2 separate regions of the Mus musculus genome follow, and region 2 is linked to region 1. Evidence: chromatin contacts called from public HiChIP or PLAC-seq data. All regions are on one chromosome and are shown on one strand. The core of a region is the stretch at or near the end of the contact, and the rest is flanking DNA. Distances in the headings are between cores, read along the strand shown.

Region 1 (6,513 bases), core at 2,341-4,840:
TGAGGTGGAGGCGAGAAAGTCAGCAGGGCCAGATCCTGCGCAGTCTTGTCTGCCTTGGTTGGGGCTTGAGGGTTCCCCCCACCCCATTTGGAGTTTTAAGTAATTGTGTGGCAAGCATTTTGGTTCTCAAAGGTGCTCTGACAACTGGGATGTGCCCGGTCTGTGTCTGGAGTCACCTGTAAGCCGTGGAAGCTCCCAAGGGCCGGAAATGACAAGTGTTGAAAGCCATTTGGCTACACCACAAGAAATGTCCAGGTTGGAAGACAGTGTCCAGGAGGGAGAATTTGAGCCCCGCCCCTTAGGGGTTTGAGACCGGATCTGAGAACAGAATCAATTAGATCATCATGGATCAATAAGGGAAGAGCATGCAAAGGCAGCACAGCTTTCCTGTGGCCAGGAAGCAGTCTAAAGGACACAGGAGGCCAGAGGTCTAAGTGGGCTGGAATGTAGTAAGGGCTGTGACAAAGGTGAAATGCATAGAGAAGCTGCTGGTGGGACGAGGGGCAACCCCCAGCCTGGATTCTCTCAGCTATGAGATTTGCCAACCTCGATGGTAAGAGTGAAGGGCCTTCCTTCTGGTGCTTCAAGGCTGTCTGTCACATGGGGGGGAATCGCATCTGCATGAAGAGAGGTAGCCATGTAGCTAGCTGACAGGATGCTGGTTACACATGGAGGAAGCCCTGGGAGAGATCCGCGGCACACTTACTTAGCATGGCAGCATTAACTCAAGGTCATCTTCAGGTACACAGCAAATCTGAGACTAGCCTGGTCTATGTGAGACCCTGTCTCAAAGTGAAACAGCCACGATGTATGTACGTGTATATGAGATATACATATATAGAGAGATACAAGGAAGAAAGCAGGGGGACTTTACAACCATTAACTCATTCAGTTTAGGCAACAGAATTCTGCCTTAACATTTTCATATCTGAGACTAATATTTAGGACATAGAATGCAAGCACTGGCCAGATGTGGTGACACACGAGTTTAATCTCGGGGGGGGGGGGGGGGGCAGGGCAGCGGGGATTCATAGCCACTGGCTAGACCCTGTTCCAAGACAGCCTCCAAGGCCAAATGTGACAGAACCCAGGTAACCCAGGGCCCAGCAGCCTATAGGAACCCAGGACCAACGGTCAGGGCCAAGCAGAGAGCAGCCAGTGAAGGTCTTTTCTTTTTCGTTCAGACTTGCCCTTTGGAGTAGAGCATCTCCTGGAGCAGGAGTCTGAGGTGGGGAATGCCCTTCCCTGCAAGAGAAGCCTTCTGACGGGAGAAACATCTAATAAGCTGTGCCTGTTGGCCGGGCGGTGGTGGCGCACGCCTTTAATCCCAGCACTTGGGAGGCAGAGGCAGGCCGATTTCTGAGTTCGAGGCCAGCCTGGTCTACAGAGTGAGTTCCAGGACAGCCAGGGCTACACAGAGAAACCGTGTCTCGAAAAACAAAAACAAAACAAAAAACAAAACAACAAAAAAAGACAAAAAAAAGCTTTGCCTGTGGTCCATGATAGCCCCCCCCCCTTGAGCCCCATCCTTGCACCATGCGTAAAACCCTGCTCACTTTGAGGAGAGTCTGCCCTGGAGTCTCCCCATCTCCCCACATTCTGCTAAGTATCCAGAAGGACAAAAGTCATGAACTTGGCCCATTTGTCCCCTGGGATTGCCATCAGTAGGCCCAAGGAAGGCCACTGCTTCTGTTGGGGGACTCTCTGGCTATGTGTTACCCATCACTCCAGGAACTTCTTTCTGTCACTAACATTTTCAACCATGGAAAACCAATATAACCCCTGGAGGCCCTTTCTGCACCCCTCTAGCTGAGGGTCTACTTAGTATCTATTTTCTCGAAGTGTCTGCTTCCTGGGGAAACCCCAAGAGACAGAGCTACTATGGATTTTTTTTCTTCCCAAGACAGGGTTTCTCGGTGTAGCCCTGGCTGTCCTGGAACTCACTCTATAGACTAGGCTGGCCTCGAACTCAGAAATCTGCCTGCCAAGTGCTGGGATTAAAGGTGTGCGCCACCACTGCCCGGTCCAGTTTTTTTTTTGTTGTTTTTTTGTTTTTTTGTTTTTTTTAAGATAGGGTCTGGCAGAGGTTCGAATGCAGTTTCACTGATAAAATACTTGTGTTTCCTGATAAAGATAAAGGTTTGGTCTCTAGCACATCATAAAGCCAGGTCTGATGGTGTGTGCCTGCAATCCTAGCATTCAGGAGACAGAGGAAAGTGGAGCAGACACTTAAAATCACCTCAGTTGGATAATGAGCTCCAGGACAGCCTTGGATACAGCGACTCTGTCTTTAAATCTAAAAAAATATAAATAAAGAGTCTTACTATGTAGCCTGGGCTGGCCTTCCTGTACTAGGTTATTATTGGTTTTTTTGTTTTTGTTTTTGTTTTTTTTTGTTTGTTTGTTTTTGTTTTGTTTTGTTTTGTTTTTTCGAGACAGGATTTCTCTGTATAGCCCTGGCTGTCCTGGAACTCACTTTGTAGACCAGGCTGGTCTCAAACTCAGAAATCCGCCTGCCTCTGCCTCCCGAGTGCTGGGATTAAAGACGTGCACCACCACTGCCTGGCGTTTAATATTGGTTTTGATGGACTGATGCATGCTTGAAAGAGGGGCTGTGGGCTGGAGAGATAGCTCAGTGGTTAAGAACACTGACTGCTCTTCCAGAGGTCCTGAGTTCAATTCCCAGCAACCACATGATGGCTCACAACCATCTGTAATGGAATCCAATGCCTTCTTCTGGTGTGTCTGAAGACAGCTACAGTGTACTCATATACATAAAATATATAGATATATCTTTTAAAAAAAGGAAGAAAGAAAAAAAGGAAGGAAAGAAAGAGAGAAAGAGAGAGAGAGAGAGAGAGAGAGAGAGAGAGAGAGAGAGAAAGAAAGAAAGAAAGAAAGAAAGAAAGAAAGAAAGAAAGAAAGAAAGAAAGAAAGAAAGAGGGGCTGCACTGCCTACCTCTGTCTACCCGGAGGGATGGGAGTGCCCTGATGGAAGAAGGCGGGGTCAAGAGGGAGCATGGTTCCCATCTGTTTCATGGGAAGAAGCTCCGAACATGCAAGATGGGGCTGGGGCTGGGGCTGGGGCTGGGACCGGGATCAGTGCTACTCTCTGCTGTTTTGGGTGCCCCTGGGACACAAGATGGGCAGGGATAGGGACCTAGGAGGCAAACGGTAATGAGGGGAGAAGTGGGCCTTTCTGGTGAGTATCCAAAGAATCCTGGTGTCCACCCTTTCGAAAGGACTGGGCAGGGTTAATCCCTCAGCCCCAAGTTGGAGCAGCCAGTTTAGGGATCTGGCCCTGTCTGGCTCCAGCCTGGCTGCCCCTTCCTGGGCTGTCAATCTCTCTTGACAGGCTCTAGGATTAGGTTTGCTTGTTCAAACCACCCGCCCGCCCATCTATCCTGGAAAGTATGAGGCCCCAGAATGCCATAACCCAGCCAAGTCACACTGCCAAAACCTTCTGGGCCCATTTAGGCCTGTGGTCTAGGGGCAGAGGTACCATGGCCTGTGAGGTTCTCACTGGGGGCACAGGGGGTGTCCCAAGACCCTTGGGGACCTTCTGGGTCAGACCTCCACACGATGGCAGCACGCTCGCACTGAACCTGCTGGTCTCTGTGGCTGTGCCTGGATCCAGCACCGCCCTGGCCTCTCTGGGCTCTGCTCCTCCCTTCCGGAGGAGATGGTTTCCCGAGTCTCTAATGACTTCTGGGAAGACCCCGACTTCCTCAGTAGTCCACTGTTTCCACAAGGATCTCTTAGGTTTAGGTCTTTTCAGTGTAACCCATCCAAGGGAGAGTGTCATCTAGGTCTGACACAGCTACCCCCGGTCCCCACCCCTACCAACCTCAGGTGGGTAGGAAGAAGTAGACATGAGTGACTGGTGACTGGTGTGCTCTCTACATCACAGACAACCCCTCCAACCCCCTGCTTTGGCTAAAGATGCCATCAGGGGCTATCCATGACACAAGAGTCTTCTGCTTTTTGCTGAAGGGTAGTCTGGGAATCTGAATGAAGGAAAATGGTGGCTTGGTGGCTCTGGATCTTTCTGCTGAGCAGAGATTACCCTGGAAGACAACGTGGAGGGGAAAGCTAAAACTTCACTGTTCCCCAGCCTCCAAACCTGCCTGGAGAACAAACAAGGGCTATCTTATCTTGACCCTTCTTATCTCTTCCTCTCTCCACCAGCTTTGGAATCTTCTCACCCTGTCCCTAACAGTCATGCAGCCCCTCAGCCCACCCTCTTTGTTCTTCGACCTCTGTCCTCTACAGGTTTTCCCTGTCTCCCCCCCCCCCCCCCCAATTCTCTCTCTTGAGCTGTGAGCTTCATTAGATCTCTAAGGACTCTGGTCTATGCCAGAATCCTCTGAAGACTTGGGTTTTTCGTGAGAGGGAACACTTGGCTTTCTGGGTAGGCGTCAGTCTGGATGGACCCAGTGCCTGTTAGGGTTTTGTGAGGCTTAGCGAGTTTCACTGAACATTAACCTAGGCCTGGGCAGCAAAGGCACGTGTGTGTGGACACAGGCTCTGTGTCTCCAGCTAGCAGTGAGTAGAAAGGGTAGAGGTTGCCACAGAGGTCCCAGGATGCAGACCTCCTGATGCCTGCAATCACAGGCATCTTATCAGCACAGGATGTCCCCTGCCATGCCATCAGGTAAAGTCCACCCCTCAAAAGCAGCAAATTCAGCTGGAAGTGACTTTACCCTGGGGACAACGGACAGCAGTGCCTGGAGAGGCTTCAGAGAGTGTGCTTGTTTTAAATTCACCATTATTCCTTTGCTTAATCTATTTTTCCCCCTCTACTTACAGAGCTCTTTAGAATTTTGTAAAAAACCAGCCAAGTACAGGAAAAAAAAAAAAAAAACAACATTCATAAAAACCCTCACTGTGGGTTTACAGTTTCACAGTAGGGCATTTGCCTAGAATGTGCTAGGCTCCAGGTTTGATCCCAGCATGGAAAAACAAACAAAAAACCTCTTTTTCACTACTTTGAGATAACCATTTCTAATAATTTTAGCTTGTTTCCTTCGTAAATATTTTCAAGAATAGTTTCATATATATGTGTTTGTATGTGTGTGTGCATATTTGTGTACTTGCGTGTGTATGTGTGAGTGTGTGTGAGTGTGTGTCTGTGTGTGTGTGAGTGTGTGTGTGTGTGCGCGCGCGCACGCAAGCGTGTTGTAATTGGATTTTCTCTTTCCACCATGGAGTCTGAGGTTGAATTCAGTTAGTCAGGTTTGGCAGAAAGCATTTTTACCCACTGAACCTCCTCACTAGTCCTAATTTTAAATTTTTGTTATAATACAACACACAATTTTATATTGGTTTTTACTTAAGATTTTGCTGCAAGCATTTACCACACACACACACACACACAGTTAGTTTTTTTTAACATATCAAAAGCATTCTTCACTGAAATAATTTAAAGTTATCATTTAATTTTTACTTCTTATTGGATAGATGGGCATGCATATTCTACCTGTGGGTGACTAGCGCACTGCCATCATTTGATAATATCCCATAATGCACAGGCAGCCACTACTACAGAAGATGAAGGCAATGGACTGTCCTCTGGCTGGGTGGCCAGTAAGCCTGTGGGAGTTTTACTCTGCCTGATTTCCTCTTCAGAATTCAGTCTCAAGGATTCATAGTTTCCCCTTGTGACTATCTGGGTGCCTAGTCCGCCTGGGTCCTTGTCTGCCCATGCAGCCCCTACCATTTTTCTGGGTTCATTTTTTTCTTACTATAAAAGGAAATGGCTAGGGTTAGGGTCCTGGAGCTGGGCCCAGCCTGTGACTGCAGACCTCAGCTGTGTGAAGGACATCCATCAAGCAGCAGCAGCCTATGTGGGTGCTGACCTCAGCCCCTAGTCTCGGAAGCTATGTGTGCTGTTGATCCGGGAGCCCTCGTAAGGAATGAGGCTCTCCAGAGCCCACCTGCCTTGTTGGTAACTACCAAGCATAAACAAGATACCAAGGATGTTTAAATGCTGGCTTCTTCTGTTCCAGGAGATACCATACATACATTCAGGCTATTTCAGGATGGCGCAGGCCTTGTAGGAAGATGTGGGGGGGGCTCTCTGCTGATCCAGTTACCACCATGTGCAGAGGCAGCAAATGCCACCATTCCTGCCCAGTGATCTAAGAGGAGTGAGAAAAGACTCTTGATCTACATGTAAAGTATCCTTGTTGCAGGCCCAGGACAGGAATGGAGGGAAGGACTGGGGGGGTGGGGGGGGCGGAGAGGGGTAGGCACAGCTGTTCAGCAGTCTGTAGAGCTGGCTATATCCAAGACAGGCTAGACTCATAGCAACTAGGAAAGTCCCTAAATAGTCAGCAAAATGGAGATAGGGGGGTAGGGGGTGCTGGACCTGGCTTTCAAGGGTCCCCAGAACCAGGCCTGTGTAGACTTCCCTTAGCAGAGAAAGGGTATAAGGAAGCAAAACTTCTACCCCAAGTCCTCTGTGAAAACGTTGAAATGTTTCATGTTGGAGAGTTGTTCAGAGGCAGAGGA
Region 2 (6,281 bases), core at 1,471-3,970, 41 kb after region 1:
CAGACAGAGAAACAGATCCCATCCAAACATTAGCATAGGTTTGGCTTCTTCCAGAATTTCTCCCACTGCTTTGGACCACTAAATATTTTAAAAATTAGGTTCTGAGCTCCAGAGAAGCTGACAAACACATTTAAGCATATGGATTATTTTTTTAATTGTCGTTAAACGGTAAGACTTAGTAGAGATTCGTTTACAGCATTCTCTGGTGCCCCCCGTTACCCCATCCTTATTTTTGCCTTTATTTTAGGAAGCCAGAAGGACAAACATGTTGCCATGGAGTTCTGTTTAAAATAAAATAAAATACAATGGAAAGAAAAGCTGCAAGATGAAGTAACCACATGGACTACAAAATACACCTGATACTAATTACTGTCATGAAGAATGTTCTGGAAGACATTTGACTCGCCTGATGTATACATTCAAATCAAGCAAAGCAGGACTGGAAGGCTCCCTGGGGACTCTCCTGTCCAACTCTTTCCTTTTTCCAGATGAGGAAATAGGGGCCCAGACTGGGGAAGGGCCTGGACCTTGGCCTACCAGCTGGGAGGGAACAGGGCTGAGATTCCAACCACTGCGCAGTTTGTCAGAAACACATAGCTTCCAGGGTCTGTTACCTTGGCCTGTCAGTAAAGGCTTTGAAGCTGAGGGATACGGTTTGCTGCCAGGAACAGGCTTAGGAGCAAGAGGCCCAGGGGGGAAAAAAATGCAAAGGCTGACTTTGCTGTGGAGGCCCTCCTTCTCTCAAGGACACAGGGCTTGGAGCCCAGAGAATGGCTGTTGGGTGTCTGAGGGTCCTGTCAGTGCTTGCCAGAGGCTCACACCAGGCTCCAGCTCACGTTCTTTTGGGGGCTGCAATGCTGACAGCCTTCAGGGACCCCTAGTACATGGCTACTGATGCTCTCTAGTGGCCGCTGCAATCCCACTCGTCGTGGGCCACGAACATGAGCCTCCATGACAATGCGCACCCCTTGCCTCTGCCCCCAGAGGCTAGCAACTGGGCCTTCTGGTGTCTGATTGGCCACAGGGGCTTGACGACAGGGTCTCCTTGCTGATGATTGGCCCCAGCCAGCTCTGGCTGTTTCCTAGCTAATAATACTGTGGGTTAATAAATGTCTCCTGTTGACTATGGTGCTGGGAGCCATGTTTTTTGCTGCATAATGACGTCTGTGGCTGGAGAAGGCCTCTTTAGCTTGTCAGGGGCCTTCTTTTGGGGGGCTCTTTGCAAAAATGGGGTGTTTTCTTTCTCTCCCAGTATCTGACACATTCAGAAAGCTCTTTTTGATGCCCCCAAAGCCCTAAACCTTCATTTTCACCCTCCGAAGTGCATCGGTTCCTACCTTAACAACGCCCCCACCCCTGAAAAGGCCTGAGTCACCTCGCCGGCAAGCTGCTGATCGGTAACCCTGGGCTCAGCGGTGGCTTTTCTCAGTGCCTCTCAGCCCCAGGACCCGAGTCACAGTGGCATCCTAGGCTTGCTGGCCATAGGGGGCTTACGCGAAAGCAGCTGCAGAGGCGTAAATAAGGCGGCGGCGGGGGGGTGGGGGTGGGGGGCTCTTCCAGCTTCATGTCCTCCACAGGGCCTCTGACTTTCCTTTTAGGGTCTCAATCATTCTCGCTCCTTTTCTGTCACCAGACGCTTCTTCTTTGGACTCACAGTTGCCACCCACCTGTCACCCCAAGATAGATCCTTCGTCCCTTTCAACAGCATTCTGACCTTTTCGAGAGGACATTTGATGGACATGTTGCCCCCTTTGCCACTTAGGGTAGGCAGAGCAGCCGGAGGTACCACCTGTTAAGGATTAGCTCTCCTGTGCCAAGTCTCAGAGCGTCCGCAGCCAGCAGCTACGCACCATAGCAACATGTGTCTGCTTGGGCTGCGGAGAGGGGGGGGCGCCCTTCAAAGTGTGGGGAATCAGCCCGATTTGGGGGTGTACTCTAAGCATTACCACAGGGACCCCATTTTCACTAATTAAGTACTTTTCTTAGGGGGCACAGTTGCGCCTATATTCACAGTACACTCCGGGTTGCTGGGTACCCCTGTAACGGGCAGAAATGGGTCCTTGGGAAAGGGCGGAATAGCGCAAGGTTTTTGGTGCACAGGTTGTATCTTCTGTAAAGCCTGGGACTCAAAATCAAGGTCCTTTTGCCTCAACAATGCCAAATTCCCCGTATCAAGATAGTCCGTCAGAATCGGGGTACCCTATGTGGGGGTGACAGCCTCCAGGCTAACATTTGGGAATCAATTATTTTATCTGGGATTTTTATTAAAAATTTCCAGTGCAATTAGGAAAAAACAACGCTCTCCTTTCCTAAGCCGGAGCCCCTGACTGATGTTCTGAGAAACCCAGGCAAGCCATCTGCCGATCCCCGGTACCCCACCTTTATCCTTGGTCGCCTGAGAACAATCACCAGTTGGGGTTATTTCCCCCCAGTTTCTGTCTACAAATCGCCCTTCCATCCACAACTAGGGCTCATGTAGGGAAAAATCACCAGCGACCACAGGGTGTTGGTCATGGCGGCCAGGGGCACTGCGGCAGATTTTTTTTTCCTTCGTTCTTTGCTGCAGTCTGGGTGCGGCTACAGCAATTTGTCATAGAATCTGGGGGGCTCATTTTTCCGGCCAATCACTTTTAGAGAAATGAGCGCATTGCAGCAGAATGCGCTGACGTCAAAGACCACCCCTTCTGCGCCTTTATATAAACCCCACCCAGCCAGCCCCTAGCACAGAAGACGAAGAGCTGGAATAGAGCTCGCCTCGGCTCTGCTGGCCTTGGCTGCAGCTCTTCCAGAAACCCGGGGCGCCCACAGAAGAATCTCTTACCTGGTGAGTGGTTAGCCATCCTTTGCCTGAAAGGATGTGCAAAAATGAAGACGACATCACTATCTGGCTTCGGCTCCGTCCTCCTGGACATGCCGAAAGGCCAGTGCTGGGGACCTTCTCCCAAAGCCAGCCCCTTAGCCTGGTCCCCAGCATCCAACACGAAATTCTGCAAGGAAAAGAATCCTCAGGCACATTTTTCTCGCGGGTGTGGGGGGGTCCGGTCCACTAGGGCTTTTTTTCTCACTAGTGTGGGCAGCGCGGTAGAGACCCTGATTAAGAAAAGCAGCAATAATGAGATATTCCGCCCCCAAATCCAGTGTATTTTTGTTTCTGGGGTCTAAAAACCTGGTTTTGGTGGCTGAAAGCCCCCCTTAGAATCGCATTAATGGTGAGAGACATGGCGGCGATGCATCATCCCGCAAGCCCCATAAAATGGGGGGGGGGTACCTGAAAAGGGGGGTCTCGAGCCATCTTTTTCTCCTAGCCAGGTTCTCGGCGGAACGTGGGCGTAAGATTTAGAGGTTCATGTTGACCAGCAATTCTGAATCCAGATACTCGGGTTTAGTATAGACCTAACCTCGGGCAAAATATAGTGGGAAAAAAAATGTAACCATTACTAGCCGTTTCCTGACGCAGCTACTTTAACAGCGGAAAGAGAGGGCGTCAAAGGCAAATCTAGCCGGAGACCCCCAGATCACAGAGAAGGCTGCGGAACCGGGGGGCAAAGGCAGAATAGATGTGGGGGGTGGGCTAGGGTAGAAAAAACCCCACGTCCTTGCGTCTCATAGGAAGGAAAAGATAAAATGCAGAAAAGGGGGTGTGTGGAGGTGTGGGGGGTGATCTGAGTGCTGGAAATTTGGAGGCAGGGTTCTTTTTGGCATTGCGCATGATGGCTGCGGCTAGATTCTGACGTGTTGAAGGCTTTTGACTTTTGGTAAATCACCTTTTGCCGTTTCCTTTGTCCCCGTGAAGCCCCCCCTGGCCGCCCCCTCCTCATTCTGGGCTGGCTGGCTGAGGGGGGGGGCAGCCTGAGGGCTGCGACGTGGCAGGTTTCTAGAATGTTCTATTGATGGCCGCAAGAGGGCGCTGGTGGCACTGCGGAATTTTGGGGGGCGGGGTGGGGAGGGAAGAGGAGGTGGCCTTTGTTCTCCTGCAGGAGGGGGTCGGGAGCGAGATGGGTTGCGGGACCATGGGTTCATTTACCTATGGGGAAATGTTAGTAGATACCTGGATTCACTAAGGTGCGCTTGCAGGACTTACAATAGGTCAGAGATGGCGTCATCTGCAGTGGCTGTGTGATTTAGGGTGTCATGGACGCAGATTAATTTATTTTCAGTGATTTGTGTTTTCTGGGGTCTTAGAAAGGTGTGGCTTTTTGAGGAAGAATTGCAAAAAATATTAATTAATTAGGCGTCATCCATAAGGGTCTTGAGAGTTGACGTGGCAAAGGGGGGGCAAGGTTTTGAGGAGAAGGGTGTTAATTGGGTGGGGGGAGGCAGGGTGGTCTGCCTTTATTTTGTCATATAGCTGAAGACCTCAAAAATGAGTGTTCTGTATTAAGAATTGAGTCTTTAAATTTTAATTATGCTTAATTGGATTTACTAATGGTGGGTGGGGGCAGCGTCCTGCTTTTACTTATCAGGAGTAGAATTGTGGTCTGGGGGCAGCCCCTTACTGCAGGGTCTCTTTGGTGCAAGGCGGCTCCTGGATGCCTGTGTGTGTGCTGCGTCATGTCTGGAAAATGGCTCAGGCAGAGGCGATGGGGGTGCATAGCGACCCTTAAAGATGGCTGATGTGGGCTCTGCCCCCCCCCCCCAAGCCTGAAACCTGTTGGGCGCCCTCCCCCCTCCTACGTCAGTCTAGCTCTAGCAGCTGCGTCCTGGCGCCTGTGGGGGTGCCTCAGGTGGTTGGGCTATTGGAGTCTTAGTGAGTGCGGGCCGCGCGCCCCCTAGCGGTCTCTATGTGCAAATGGTTCTTGGCCTGCCAGACTAGCGCTAGAGTTGCGCATGCGCACACAGCTAACACTTGTGACCTGTCAATCAATTCATCTGTACCCCTCCCATTGCTGTCCTCCCCTCCCATTTCTCCTCCTACTTCTCCTCCCATTTCTACTTTCCCTCTTCCCCCTCCCATTTCTGTTTTCCCTCCTCCCCCCTCCCATTTCTTCTCCCTCCTCCCCCTCCCATTTCTTCTCCCTCCTCCCCCTCCCATTTCTCCTCTCCCTCTTTCCCCTCCCACTTTTCTCCCCTATCTTCCCCCTCCCATTTTTCCTCACTTCTTCCCTCCTCCCACTTCTCCTCCCTCCTCCCTCCTCCTTTCTCCCCCCCACCCACTTCCCTCATTCCTCTTACCCCTCCCTTCCTCCTCCTTTCTCCTCCCGCCCCTACCCATTTCCCTCATTCCTCTTACCCCTCCCTTCTCTTCCTTCCCTCCACCCCATCCCTGCTTCTCTTCCCTGATCCCTCCCACCCCTCCCTCTTTCCCCCCAAGCCTTCCCCTCCCTTCTCTCCTCTTTCACTTGCCCCCTCCCTCTCTATGCTGTTCCTGGGCTGGCCGTTAGAGGTCATCAAGGTGGTTTCTAACAACCCCCTCCCATATCCTAGGCTCTCTCTTCAGGGATGACATCATCGGCTCACACCAGTCTTCCAGGACCACCTTCTGGATGCCAAGGCTGCTGCTCGAGTACCTGCTGTGCACCTCTACCTCCTGGTACCCCAGCCACTCCCTCAAGTTGCCTGCATGTTATATGGCCTGTGAGCTCTCCTGCCCATTGCACATTCATCACCCCCAGACCCATTAGCCATTAAAGACAACTTAAAATGTTAAATAATTAGCTGAAATTATAATTAGTTATAATTAATTAGCTTACATTGTAATTAATACCTATACCTGGGCATTTAATAAATTCTCTAACCTTTGGTTATTTGTAGAGCCAAGGAGCACGGATTCCAGGAACCCACTACCATACAGAGCAACTCCTTGTGGACCCCCCTGGGATCAGGACAGCGAGGGACAAGCGACAAAGAGGATCATCAGTGGCCAGCTAGTTTCTCTGGGGTTCAAACCTTGAACCAGTGCCCTAGTGAGGGGGCACTGGCCATGGCCCTTGACCTTTGCTCTGCTTGTGTCTTGAGTCTGAGCCCTTTCCTGTACATCTGTGCTCGTGTTCATCTGCTAGTGAACTGGAGTGCTGCCCTCCCCGAGGAGGGTCGTCCCTTGTGACTGATCATGCTGTCCTAACAATGTCCTGAGCAAAAGGGTCCCTTTGGGAACCTCTCAGGAGGGGGACCCGGGTCAGGGGCGACCAGCATCTTGCTGGCAACTCCGTGGGTGGGGTGGGGTGGGGTGCTTCCTTCTGGAATGAGCACGTGGCTGACCCCCCAAGGCATGTCCCCTCCCCCTCCTCCACCCACCTTCTCGGAGATGTCCCTTTTGGGGTAGTGGGGACATTAGGAGCAAC

Evidence for each region. HiChIP or PLAC-seq counts read pairs in DNA pulled down with a chosen protein or histone mark.
Region 2: an H3K27ac HiChIP or PLAC-seq map of differentiating embryonic stem cells shows a contact between it and region 1, with 2.7 times the contacts expected there. The contact joins the promoter of Meg3 here to the enhancer-like site in region 1. A contact is called at or near these places in 2 of 39 promoter capture datasets (embryonic stem cells and stem cell-derived epiblast-like cells), 3 of 15 datasets of contacts at CTCF or cohesin (embryonic stem cells and stem cell-derived epiblast-like cells), 21 of 484 Hi-C or Micro-C datasets (the HPC-7 cell line, the N1E-115 cell line, cortical neurons and 3 more), 15 of 115 datasets of contacts at active chromatin or transcription factors (cardiomyocytes, differentiating embryonic stem cells, embryonic stem cells and 3 more) and 1 of 9 other capture datasets (embryonic stem cells).

What each region holds. Positions count from the first base shown.
Region 1 is chr12:109,496,716-109,503,228 of GRCm38.p6, forward strand. The region is part of intron 7 of Gm34081 (a long non-coding RNA gene); the gene reads right to left. Among named protein-coding and RNA genes, the nearest start is that of Gm34017, 9.6 kb to the right of the region's middle. Within about 2 kb of position 3,591, at least 15 of the 459 cell types and tissues checked have an H3K27ac peak or open chromatin away from gene starts, as enhancers often do. A contact at or near this core is called in differentiating embryonic stem cells, where this site is marked.
Region 2 is chr12:109,538,276-109,544,556 of GRCm38.p6, forward strand. Meg3 (maternally expressed 3) reads left to right here and starts at 2,721. Exons shown (of 10, transcript NR_027652.1): 1 at 2,721-2,824; 2 at 5,425-5,574; 3 at 5,752-6,281. It overlaps Gm34081 (a long non-coding RNA gene), which reads right to left and starts at 1,874. Exons shown (of 8, transcript XR_003950134.1): 1 at 1,338-1,874. Mir1906-1 (microRNA 1906-1) reads left to right here and starts at 6,266; the gene lies at 6,266-6,281.